Linked DNA regions of Sparus aurata: region 1 is linked to region 2. The links are chromatin contacts, called in public Hi-C maps. All regions are on one chromosome and are shown on one strand. The core of a region is the stretch at or near the end of the contact, and the rest is flanking DNA. Distances in the headings are between cores, read along the strand shown.

Region 1 (6,105 bases), core at 2,435-4,934, 130 kb after region 2:
CTCTTGTGTAATATTATATATAGTATATTTATATCAATAGAAAAGAAAAAAAAAAACTATTGCTCCCAGGTGTTTTGTTTTTTCATATGGCATTTCTGCGTTTGTTGTGTTGAAGTGGGTAAAGTAAAATTCAACAAGAGGTTTACACACCAAAGGAAGTGGGACAATGAAAGTGACATTCCCCAAAGCATGGGAACTTTGTGGCCTTTTTTTATTATTATTAGGCTAAAAAGTAAACTTTGTTTCCGTTGCAAGAAAATAAAACTTTAAACCGCTCTCAAAAAAAATGGATAAATACCATCATACAGCAATCAGAATATGCAAAAGAAAAGAACACAAGGCAGCTCCGCGTAAGAGCAGGCATGCAAAAAAATGTATCAGATTTTTAAAAGGAGCACTAAAGACAAAATGTTGATGATTGCAGGTGTTTGCGTCGTATGGCAACTGATGGAAAGCCAGTTCGTGACAAAACATGGTTAAACGGTTGGACTGAAACGAGGGGACAGCTCGATGCTATGTAAAGTGAACTGGAGTGCTGAGTGTTTGCTGACAAACTACTTCAAAGAAGTCGTTTCTAGAAATTGCTATAACATACTGTGTTATCAATTTGTTGTACTCTTCTTAATTTCCTCTAAGGAATAAAAGAAATGTTAGGAAAAAAAAAGCAGGTATGAAATATCACCCTGGACAGTTGCATCCAAGTTTAGTGTTTTAAATAAGCCACTTTAGGCAGCATTATCTAATAAATGTCTCGTATTTCTAAGACATAATTCAATATATCTCTTTTGAAAAATAATTCTATCTATACTTGATCTTTTTAGTAAGTAAATCTCTTCCAGTATATATTTTTTTCTTTATTTTTTCTTTTCTTTAGGTACAGCACCCTCACTGTGGGTTGTGTTTTCCAAAAGCACCTAATTTTTCTTACAATCAGACTGAATGTTGCTTCAGTCGTCAATGGTCTGAGTTCAAGATTAAAGGATCCAAATGGCGCACTCTAAATACGTCAACAAGGTCAATTCCCTTGAGACCGTAGCTCAAGCCCGGCAATATTAAGCTTTTAACTCGAAAAAATTGTGACCAGTGCAAGAGGCCTGAGCTCACCGCATCCCCTTTGATAAAAAAAAGGTCACCGGGGTCAGACGTGGGCCTGCATCTTATGAGACATCATCAGTTGCCACAGACGTCTCTGCTGCAGCAACTGGCTGAGCAGCTCTGGACCTGGACCTCTTGAGAATGATGCACAGGCACAGGTTAATGCTGATATACCCCAAAATACTGAGACAAAACAAGCAACGCGTGAGCATGCCTCACCACATTTCAGCTATCGGAGCAGAAATTTAGCACCTGAGGGATGGCCCGGGAGGGAGAAGGACAGGGAAGGGAGGGAGGAAGGAAGAGAGTGGGAGGTCATTTTGGACTTATTTGGATTGTCCATGGAAATCCAAATGAGTCCTGTGCTTGTAACAGATCACCTTACGGGACCTCGCTGGGCCAAGCGGATGTCCTGCGATGCCAAGGATGCCCCCTATAGCTGAGTCTGTGGCTCCGGGTGGTGTGGGTCTGTCTTGGTAAGCGGTCCATTACAGGTCATTTTAGACAAAAAACACACACAGCCATGGTGAGTGATGCAGGCGCTCTGTCTCACTCCCACTCTGCACCTGCTTCTGTGAGTATGTCACACTTCCTTAATATCATCACAGACTACAGGTCAGCACCAGGGGAGCTCTTACCATTGGATAACAACCAGGAAGTGAGACTGGCAGCCTGCTGCTGTGTCTTGAGCACTGTCAAACTTAATTTGCTGGGCTAGGTGCGTGACCTTATCAAATAGACGATCAATATATATATATATATATATATGTTAAGATAGATATATATATAGTGACATTTTTTATACATGTTTTATATCAATGGGGAATCTCATACAGGAGCTGACTTCTGCAGTCTGCACTCATTTAGCTATAACATCCACCTAAACTTTAGAACATGATTCTCTTATATAAACAGTAATTTTCTCAGTCAAATATACTTTTTTTTTTATCCGTTTGTTTTAGCATTTTAAAGTTCGATTCGTCATGCACAGAATAGTCGTTCCTCTCTCCGTTTCTCGCCAGGCTTTGCATCATGTTGTCAGCTTCATCACAACTAAGTTAGCCACCTCTCCATCAATCGTCTTCCACGTCGTCACCCTCCGACTCCTCTCCGGCTCTCCTCTCGTACATCTTATCCCGGTGTCGCTCCTGGATCTCTTTCATTTCCTCGGCGTAGCGGCTGAACGCTCCCCCGAACTTACCCCAAGCCTTGAAGGGGATTGTTATAGAGTTTCTGTAACTGGGCTTCACTTCGCTCACCCGTAAGAAAACTCCGTACTTGTTGGATCCCACGTCAAAGAAGAACCGCTTGGAGTCCACCATGATCGAGGTGCCCTCCGGAAGCTCGCTGTAGCCCCCGGCCCCTCCGCCGCCGGACAGCTCCTCCTCATCTCCGCCGTAGTCGTCTATCAACTTGGCCAAAGCGTCGCGGAACTCTATTAAGCCCTGGGCCGGGAGTGCGATGGTTTGTCCGGCCTGCAGGCCAGCGCCGGGGATGCCACCCACCCCCACTCCGAAACCGGGGCCTCGGTTGACGGTCTGTCGGATCCGGAGAAAGCGACCCCGCTGGTTCTCCTTCAGATCGAGGTAGTATTTTCGGTTCTCACGCACCAGGAACTCGCTCTTCAAGGCCCGTCTAGGCCCGGTGTCATCCCCACCGGAAGACTGAGCAATCTGCTCCGGGGTGCTAGGCCCAAGCTGGGCGTAGTGCTCTATGAAATCCCCCAGGTAGTCGCGGAACTCTGCCGCAACTGACATCGAGAGGGTCAGCCGACTTTTCGAGCCCCCGGCGCCGACCTCGGCGATTTTGATGAACCGGCCTTTGGCGTTCTGCTTCACGTCAAGGTAGAAGCGTTTGTTCTGAATGTCCAATCGCTTCGAGGCCAGCTCTTGGGTCTCCGAGTCTCGCTGGTAATGCTGAAACCCGCCGCCTCCTCCTCCTCCCCCTCCGCCGCCGCCGCCGCTGCTGCCACCGCGCTCACTGCCACTGTCCCCATCCGCCATCTTCGCCACCAGCAGCCCGTTTCTCTGCGTATCTTTGACCCCCACCCCCCCTTGCTTGCCGAGCTCGCAGAGGAAACCGGACGCTGCCTGCTGTGCTCTGATTGGCCGCTTCAGCCGCCAGTCAAAACATCAGATAAAGAGCTTGCGTGTAATTCGCCAGTTGTCCTGTCTGTTATTAACACACAACCGCCTCCTGTATGACATTCGAGTATACATTTTATTTGCAATACATACCAGCAGTCCGTGTCAGTGTTAAAGTTGTGTACCAACATATATTTGCAATGGGTAATTTGTCCTTTGATGATTTACTGTTGCCATTACCAGTTCCCCTATGCAGTCAGTATAGAAGTACCTGTATTTGAAGACGCGATGAGTGTCCTTGTGCGGAAATTTAGGAATTTAATTCAACAATGGCCTCCTGATTATGTATTTTGTGCATTTTTGGGACGGATGCCCCTGGAAGGACACTCCACTCACAGTCCCGCCTACTTGTTGGTTTCGTGCGCAAAGGCAGGCACGGCGATCTTACGGTGGGGGATGGGTGAATGCTCTGCAAGCCGTTTGGCGATTGGTCGGAACAGAGATTCGAAGTAACAACACACTCTCTGATTGGCTGTCTGGACTCCCACGAGGGGTCTCATCCAAAAGATTTCCGAAAGGGTTTATTGTTTCTTTGCTTTCGGGAGCTGAAATTGTTTGGTATCTACTCAGTTCTACAATCAAATAAAGAGACGGAAAAATGGTATGTGCGCCTCGGCGAATATTAAATGAATCATCTGGGGTTTCGGCACATTAGTGCTGCAATTAATTTGCTTCTGTAGAAAGTGTTGTTTTAAATGTAAACTGAGGAAATTCGAGCAGAAGGTGTGTGGTCAAAAAGCTTGCTAAAGAGCTAACTGTCAGCTAACACGTTAGCATTACCAGTAGCGCGAGAAGTCTGAATTTTGTTGCCTTCCCGGTAGAAGTGATATATTTTCCACGATGGGTTGTTTTTCCGGATAGTTAATCTTTTGCAGAAACGAAGCGCTTCATTAAAAGTATGAATCCGGTTTCATATTAACGTGTTTTTTCACTCGGTGTAGCCCGAGCCCCTCTGAAAGGTGGATTAGCAACCATTAGCAACCAAGAAGCTAAGTTTAGCTATTTCATTAGCTTAACGGTTGGTTCACTGCTCGTAGTTGACCGTAAGTCGTTCACAATACCTCCACAAATAAGTGAACTGGAGAAAAATTCAGTCTATGATTTCTCTGTGCCTAGCTTAGTTGACTTTGAGGCAAACTTTTCTCCTGTTGGAATTTGTGAATGAAAACTCACAGTTGACCGTCTTAAAGCGGCGCGTCTGTTTTGTGTTTGTCGCGGGGTCTGTGGCAGCAGCCCGCTAACAGCATCTCGTGTTTTTTTGTTAGAACGAGTCTGTGTTAGGTTTCTCAACTTCATGTGGTTATTTTGATTTTAATCATTTTATGCGGGCAATTTCTGGCAACAACAACTGATGCCGCTCTTCTGTGTTTATGTTTTACCTTTGATTGGCGGGAAAGCAATACTAGTTTAATCGGCATCTGTTATCCATTGACGTGCTAATGCGGTGCGTCTGCTTTGACTTTCTTATTTGGTTAATTTCCATTTTTTGTCATTGAACCACTTCACCAGCTATTATTTGGTTAAATTTCATTCAAACAAATGAGGGGATGCTGTCAAGTTCTTGCTATGCAGGGCTTGTTCTTTCACACACAGTACAAGCACTGGAGCCTCACATTTCTGCTTCAGATTTTTTGTCTTGCTTGTCTGATCTAATGCGCTTGTTTGATATTTCAACCCATGCAGGCTGGTGGCAAGGCAGGAAAAGACAGTGGCAAAGCCAAGGCGAAAGCAGTGTCCCGCTCCCAGAGGGCTGGGCTGCAGGTAAATCTCTTTGGTTCTTATATGCATGTGGTTTTACTGCATATCCTGTGTGCCAACCTTCCTGGTCACAGAGGGTTCGCCCTTTTTTTTTTTTGCTTGACTCAAACCACTGTCTTGTCTGTTTCCTGCCAGTTCCCAGTGGGTCGTATCCACAGGCACTTGAAGACCCGCACAACCAGTCATGGTCGTGTAGGAGCCACAGCAGCTGTGTACAGTGCTGCTATTCTTGAGTACCTCACTGCTGAAGTAAGCGTTCCCAATTTTGTGCATGTTTATTGATAATATTGCACACTGTTAATCACGTCATATCGTGTTTCTGTGTGAGATGGTGCTGTTTGCGTCATTCGTGGTCTTTTTTTTCTCAGGTACTAGAGTTGGCGGGCAATGCCTCCAAAGACTTGAAGGTGAAGCGTATCACTCCCCGTCATTTGCAGCTCGCCATCCGTGGTGATGAGGAGTTGGACTCCCTCATCAAGGCAACAATTGCTGGAGGAGGTGAGCTGGCAGTTTCCCAAACAAAAATCTGCTTATTTATTGATTGATTGATTGTCTTCATTGTATGTGCGTCATATTCTCTTCAGTGCCGCAGTGATCTGCTCACTCTGTTTGTTATATTCAGTAGAAATATTATTCTGCCACTCACAACTGCTTTTGCATCAAACATTTGGTCTCACTAATGTTTTCTTTTGTTTTCAGGTGTCATTCCCCACATCCACAAATCCCTCATTGGGAAGAAGGGCCAGCAGAAGACTGCATAGATGCCATGTTGACCAGAAATTTCGGGGCTTGGGCTTTGATAGGACCAGGAGTTCACATTTGTTCTTTTTTATTAATATTATAGCAAAAGAAGAGTGATTGTTAGGCTTTGTGTTGTAATATTTTCCCATAACTAGAAAAAAAGTACATAAAATCCCTTAACGACAAAAAACCCTTTGTATGTTATAGTAGTACGTTTGACTGGGGAGTTCATGATTATTTCAAATGGTGACAGTGAATTTGTTTGATTGGCCTGGGACTCTGTAATGTTTTATACTGAAAAAAGAAATTGTTAAAACCATTTTTTATATAAAAACTTGTTTTGTGGTTATTTTCTTGAAGTTACAAT
Region 2 (6,164 bases), core at 2,359-4,858:
TTTGTTCCTCTTGTCCTGTAGAGACTTCAAGTCAGATTTCAGCTGCTCCTTCAGCTCACTGACTGTTTGTTCTACAGGAACCACCTTGTGACCGGCATGGTGAGGAAAGTCACACACATGACACACAGCTCTCTGCTCGTCCTCACAGAACAATTTAGGCTCTTCTTGATGTTTACTACACACCACCTCCACCTTCTTCTCTCCCTTTTCTGTCTCAGATGATCCAGATTTCTGTCTCCCAGCAAAGGAGTCAGCCAGTTCCTTCAGTGCAAAGTTCACCACAGTATTGTCTTTGGAGCATTTTCTTTTACAAATGGGACAGTTTTTGTTTTCAGCTTGTTCCCAGAACTTTTTCAGGCAGCTTGAACAGAAGCTGTGGTTGCAGCTCAGAGACACAGGATCTCTGAAAGTCTCTGAACACACATGGCAGCTCAGGAAACTTTCAAATAGAGCAGAATGTTTCTCAGCCATTTGTTACTAAAGATATTTTTCACAGCAGGACTCACCAAGTTTCTGTCTCTAATCTTGATTGCTTGAAATTCACCAATTTGTTTTCCAGCAGAGATCTCACACCCTATAATGGCGTCTCAGCTCTGTTCAACAACGTCAAAATTTACTTTCGTTTCCTTTCACCTCTGTCACGGGGTTAAATTTTTACCATAATAAATGCTGCTATGTCCAGTAGCCCGGGAAGGGGGGAGCTTCCGGGGCTGCAGCCCCCCCTGATGGTGGCTGCAGGGTGTAACATCACTGTAAACCTAAATGTTTGAAATAAATATACCGGTATATATAAAAGAAAAAGTATATACATACATACATACATACATACATACATACATATATATATATATATATATATATATATATATATATATATATATATATATATATATATATATAAATTATATGGGGTGTAAATAGAGTTGTGGGAATGTGTGGGAAAATACATTAAAAAATATATATATTTGTGGAGGAGACTCCCTCACCAGGAAGCCGCTTCAGCATCGAATAGTAGAACAACAATGGCGAGTGACAACCGTGGACGTGGAGTAAAACAGAAAGGAATATTAGTAACGTTACAAGTAACGTTACTGTGCCTATTTAAAAAACAAAACAAAAACGAATATCACCGAGGAGGAGGACAACAAAGAAGATGAAAACAGCAGTAGTGTGCGATGCGCTAGGGTACAGTAGCAGAAAAAAACAACAACGATGACGTCACTCATTTATTCATTCAGTTGGCAGCCCCCCCTACTTAAAACATCTTCCCGCGTGCCTGGCTATGTCACGTTGTCACCAGCAGATGACACTGTGAGGATGTCATTCAGAGTTCGATATTTCCCCTCAATTCAACATAGCAACATAGTTTGTATTGTCCTAGTATTGGCAGCGTTTTCAACAAAATAAGGGTATCATCTGAAAATAATGATGTTGAATGTTTTGTTTCACTTAACAAAGAAAAAAGGTTTTAATTTTGTTCAAACAACTGCAGAGCTTCTGTTTATGTTTCTTTTTAAGAGCAAAGTTTAACTGAGAGAAACACAAGAGGTTGCACATCTCTCCTCCAATATGATTTATTCCCTTTGCCTATGTATATAAGTCTTTAAGTGACTTTACAAAAGGAAAAGTTAACTTAACAGTTTGCCCATAAGTGTTAAAAATGAAAGACTTCGGTTGAGGATTTTGTTAAATAATACATCATTTTAAACAAATTTATTTTAAAATATCTGCATTCATCATATTTCTTTTTTTTGTAAAGTCCATAAAGTTACCTGACCATCTGACATATGTATGTAAAGAAACTGGAAACAACCACACAGACAAAATTCTGAATCAAAACTGTTGATGGTTTAATTGAAGCAGCATCCATCTGATGTGCATCACATGTTAGCAAATGAGAAAAAACAACATTTTAAATGTTCCAGATTTTGTCTCGCAGCAAAACAGACAGGCAGTTCCTTCAGAGAAAAGTTGAGCCCAAGTTTGTCTTTTGGAGATTTTCTTGTATGTGACAGTTTTTATTTTCAGAAAAATCACATTGATAACTGCATTATTGGGTCTGCATCCACCAGATATAGAACAATTTTAAACCTGATTATTAGTATTTGGAGAAGCAGATGTGAATATCATCTATTTCAGTTTCCACAGATGCTCAACAAGCTGCACTGAAAGTTATGTGACCACAAGATGGAGCTCCTTTCTCATTGAAGACAGGTTCCTATACAACGTTGCCCCAACAGGAAAATAGGACCTTTGAGTGTAAAATCTTCTTCACTCTTTCTCATCACATAATCTTTTTTAAAATCTTGGCTGTAGTGCCTCCCAAGTAAGTATGTTTCCGTTTGGCGCCAACATGGCCAAAGGTCAGATGTTGATGGAGCAGGTGGGTGTTCAGTCTGTCCTATACCATCTTCTGTTCAGTCCTCATTGAGGGAAAATGGTTTAAGGACTTCCCTACCAGACAGAGTGTAGGTCACAGAGAAGAGTTGACAGAATGTCTGTTTGTTTCCTCCATGTCAGCTTTTCTGTGTGTTTCTGCTTTTCTGGCTGATGCAGACTTAGGTTGTGTATCAGGTTCATATAGTCCTGTATGATTCACAGTGCAGCCACATCTAAAGGCATGGTCAGAAATGTACAGAAAAAACACATTAATAAAGCTGCAAAAAAATTACTTCCTCACTCTTTTGTAACTTGCTTGCCTTCACCTCAAAGCATCCTTTATCCACAGAACGATACAATAATGGAGTGAATTTGCACTGTTAACAGAGACACTTACTGAAGACATTTAGGTAAGTTAGAGTGATTACCAAGTAACATTTGTGGTGCTATGGTTTGTAGTTTTGTCCAGATCTGACATGTTAGAAGAGGAACCATGTTAAAAACAATTGACAGAGAGGTGTTTCAATTTAATTTTGGATCTCATTTATTTGAACATTAATGAATGATGTAAAATAGTCACATGACCAGTGTAATCTTACTAAATGTGAAGGTAATTGGTATTGTCTCCCTCAGTAATCTACTTCACTTGGACTTTTCAAAAAACCAAGAAAATTTTAAGCAACAAGACATGGCATTGATTGATTTGTTTTCTTCTCAATTTGAAATATGAAAAGATACAAATACAAGAAAACTCTCAATGGCCGACCCTATATAGCTTTGGAGAAGATATCAAACTCAAAATTTTGACATTTACAATATCAATGAGAAGACATTTTCTTTTTTCATAACTGAATAAACATGCTGTTTTCTTTAGACAGGTGGTAGGGTCTGCCAAATACAAACAAAGTAAAACAATATGAAATTTGATTTTTCTTTAAGGTCAGTTTGTTTATTCTGTTTCATTCAGTCATGAACATGAAGAGAGTTTGTTTTTATTTATACATCAGTTAATAAAAATCTCCTCTGATTAAAAGTTCTACATAGTGCACCTTTAAACAAAAATGGATCCTGCAGAATAAAATCCCTCCACGTAGTCGACCTTAATAGAAGACAACATCAGTCGACCTTAAAAATTAAAACTGAGGGGGCTCGGTCGAGTGACGTCTCCGCCGCTGATTGGCTGCATGTTCGAGGTATGCGGGCATGCAAATGAGCGGGCGGCCCTGCGGTAACGAGTAGGTGACGTCAGTTCCCCCGTTCACAGAGAGCGAAACAAACATGGCGATAGACTCGAGTGGACGCGGGTTTACGCTAACTTTATTCGTCCTTTCCTGTGTTTTCGTGGGCAGGCAGGCCGAAGCGGCGGCCCCGGAGTCAAGGGGCAACACTCGGATACTCGGCATGAGGCTGGAGAAGAGCGACCTGCCGGCCCAGACCACCGAGAGAGGGGTTATTCAGGTGACCGAGGGCAGCAACACCCTCCTCAGGTTCTACGGGCTCCACTTGTACCCGGACAGCTCCAAGCTCATCGGCTTCACGGAACTTTACACTAGTGTTAAAGAGAATGATACTTTCGGCGCAATCATGGTCCACGTCAATAGGACTTGCTCCGAGCTCACGAAGGATATAGTGGTGTCAGGGTCCATGAACGTAAGCAACGAGAACACCTCCGGGCTGCTCCAAGTCAGGATCAAGCAGCTCCGAAAGAGCGAGGTGGTGAAGGTGTTCGGCTTGTGCGTCCGCGGCAAGGATGACAGGGAGCCGGTGTGGTCCATGCTGGACGACATTGACGGCAGACTGCGGGTGGTGGAGGAGGAGAAGTCCCTGCTGCCCATCTGGCTGCAGGCGATCATCATCGCCTTCCTGCTTGTGCTATCCGGCATGTTCAGCGGGCTCAACCTGGGGCTGATGGCGCTGGACCCGATGGAGCTCCGCATCGTGCAGAGCTGCGGCACCGAGAAGGAGAAGAAGTACGCGCGGAAGATCGAGCCCGTCCGCAGGAAGGGTAACTACCTGCTGTGCTCGCTGCTCCTCGGTAACGTCCTAGTAAACACCACCCTCACCACCCTCCTGGACGACCTCACCAAGTCCGGGGTGGGCGCTGTGATCGCCTCCACCATCGGCATCGTTATTTTCGGAGAGATCGTCCCGCAGGCGCTGTGCTCCCGGCACGGCCTGGCTGTCGGGGCGAACACCGTCCTGGCCACCAAGCTGTTCATGCTGTTAACCTTCCCCCTGTCGTGGCCCATCAGCAAGATCCTCGACTGCGTCCTGGGCCAGGAGATCGGCACCGTGTACAACAGGGAGAAGCTGGTGGAGATGCTGAAAGTCACCGAGCCGTACAACGACCTGGTCAAAGAGGAGCTCAACATGATCCAAGGCGCGCTGGAGCTCCGGAGCAAAACCGTGGAGGATGTCATGACCCCCATCTCCAACTGCTTCATGATCCACAGCGACGCCGTGCTGGACTTCAACACCATGTCCGAGATCATGGAGAGCGGATACACCAGGATCCCTGTGTACGAGGGCGAGCGGTCCAACATCGTGGACATCCTCTTCGTCAAGGACCTTGCCTTCGTGGACCCGGACGACTGCACCACCCTCAAGACCATCACCAAGTTCTACAACCACCCGGTCCACTTTGTCTTCCACGACACCAAGCTGGACTCCATGCTGGAGGAGTTCAAGAAAGGTTTGTGGGGAGCTGATGATGATAAAAGCCCTGATTAGTTGTGTGGTTGTCCAACACAGGTAGCAGGGATTTGTGGCCCAGAGAGTCGGTCTGACATGTTTCTTACTGAGCTCACAGTGTTGGTTGTTTATGAGACTGTCAGAGGTTTTGTCTGAACTTGATGCTCATTTTTGAGGCTTAAGTTTGTTGTGGTGTGTGTGTGTGTGTGTTACAACCACTGCTCCTATTTTCCTGATATAGTGAGCAGTCAGGCTGTGTTTAAACAAGGAGGTTGCAGAGGGTTTGACCTTTGACTCTTTTTGTGTAGCAGGCCAAGCAATAAAATGCATGGCCATCTTGTGATGTCTGCAGTTATCTTGCCTGCGACATGGTATAGAAAAAGCCCTACAATGTTTACTATTGTTTGTTGATTAGTAAGGGAAACCTTTGTTATTCTGCTGCTGCCGTTATCCAGAGTGTCGGGATGAAGTTGACTGTCTCGCAGTTAAACTGACATTACATGACTACTTGTTGTGAGATGTTTGATGTCTAAGCTGCTTTAGTTTTAGTTTTAAGTTTGAAGCTGTTGTTAGCCTGTCGACATCCTTGGCAGGTGTTAGCACAGAGAAGGTACGTTTGTTTCTTACAGTCCAAAATCACAAAACATTTCATAAAATATGTGACGAAACTGAGATTTTCCCCAGATGCTTGTTTGACACAAACCTCAACGAATGTCACATCATCTTGATTTTATTAGTTTCTTTAGTGGACATTTTATTCATTCCCTCATGAATCATATCACAAGATCTGTCAAAATAACCGCATCATGCACCACATGGTGCAGCCATACTCTGCTGGTGATGGTGACGAGGCTTTTTTAGGAATCAAATGTAACCGTCTGTCAGATTCGTGATTGGTGATATCAAAAACACTTCCCAGTTTTGCTTCTCTCTTTCTGCATTTCCTCTTACAGCCCATGCACACACACACACACACGCATGCATGCACGCACACACACACACACACACACACACACGCACACGCGCGTGCACAGGACACAAATACGCACACATGTGCTCACTCCCTCTCTCAGGAGGATGCACACACACTGACG

The links. Hi-C and Micro-C count contacts between places; a contact is called where the count stands out from the background.
Region 1: a contact with region 2 is called in a Hi-C map of an unstated tissue, with 4 times the contacts expected there. The contact joins the promoter of h2az2a here to the promoter of LOC115581683 in region 2. A contact is called at or near these places in 2 of 2 Hi-C or Micro-C datasets (skeletal muscle and an unstated tissue).

The regions. Positions count from the first base shown.
Region 1 is chr5:20,583,976-20,590,080 of fSpaAur1.1, forward strand. It overlaps h2az2a (H2A.Z variant histone 2a), which reads left to right and starts at 3,685. Exons shown (of 5, transcript XM_030416835.1): 1 at 3,685-3,840; 2 at 4,923-5,000; 3 at 5,133-5,246; 4 at 5,366-5,495; 5 at 5,697-6,105. The coding sequence starts at 3,838. The coding sequence ends at 5,758. LOC115581600 (transcriptional activator protein Pur-beta) reads right to left here and starts at 3,148. Exons shown (of 1, transcript XM_030416834.1): 1 at 1-3,148. The coding sequence starts at 3,098. The coding sequence ends at 2,169.
Region 2 is chr5:20,455,100-20,461,263 of fSpaAur1.1, forward strand. LOC115581683 (metal transporter CNNM4) reads left to right here and starts at 3,609. Exons shown (of 7, transcript XM_030416971.1): 1 at 3,609-5,071. The coding sequence starts at 3,658. It overlaps LOC115581176 (nuclear factor 7, brain-like), which reads right to left and starts at 701. Exons shown (of 1, transcript XM_030416069.1): 1 at 1-701. The coding sequence starts at 471.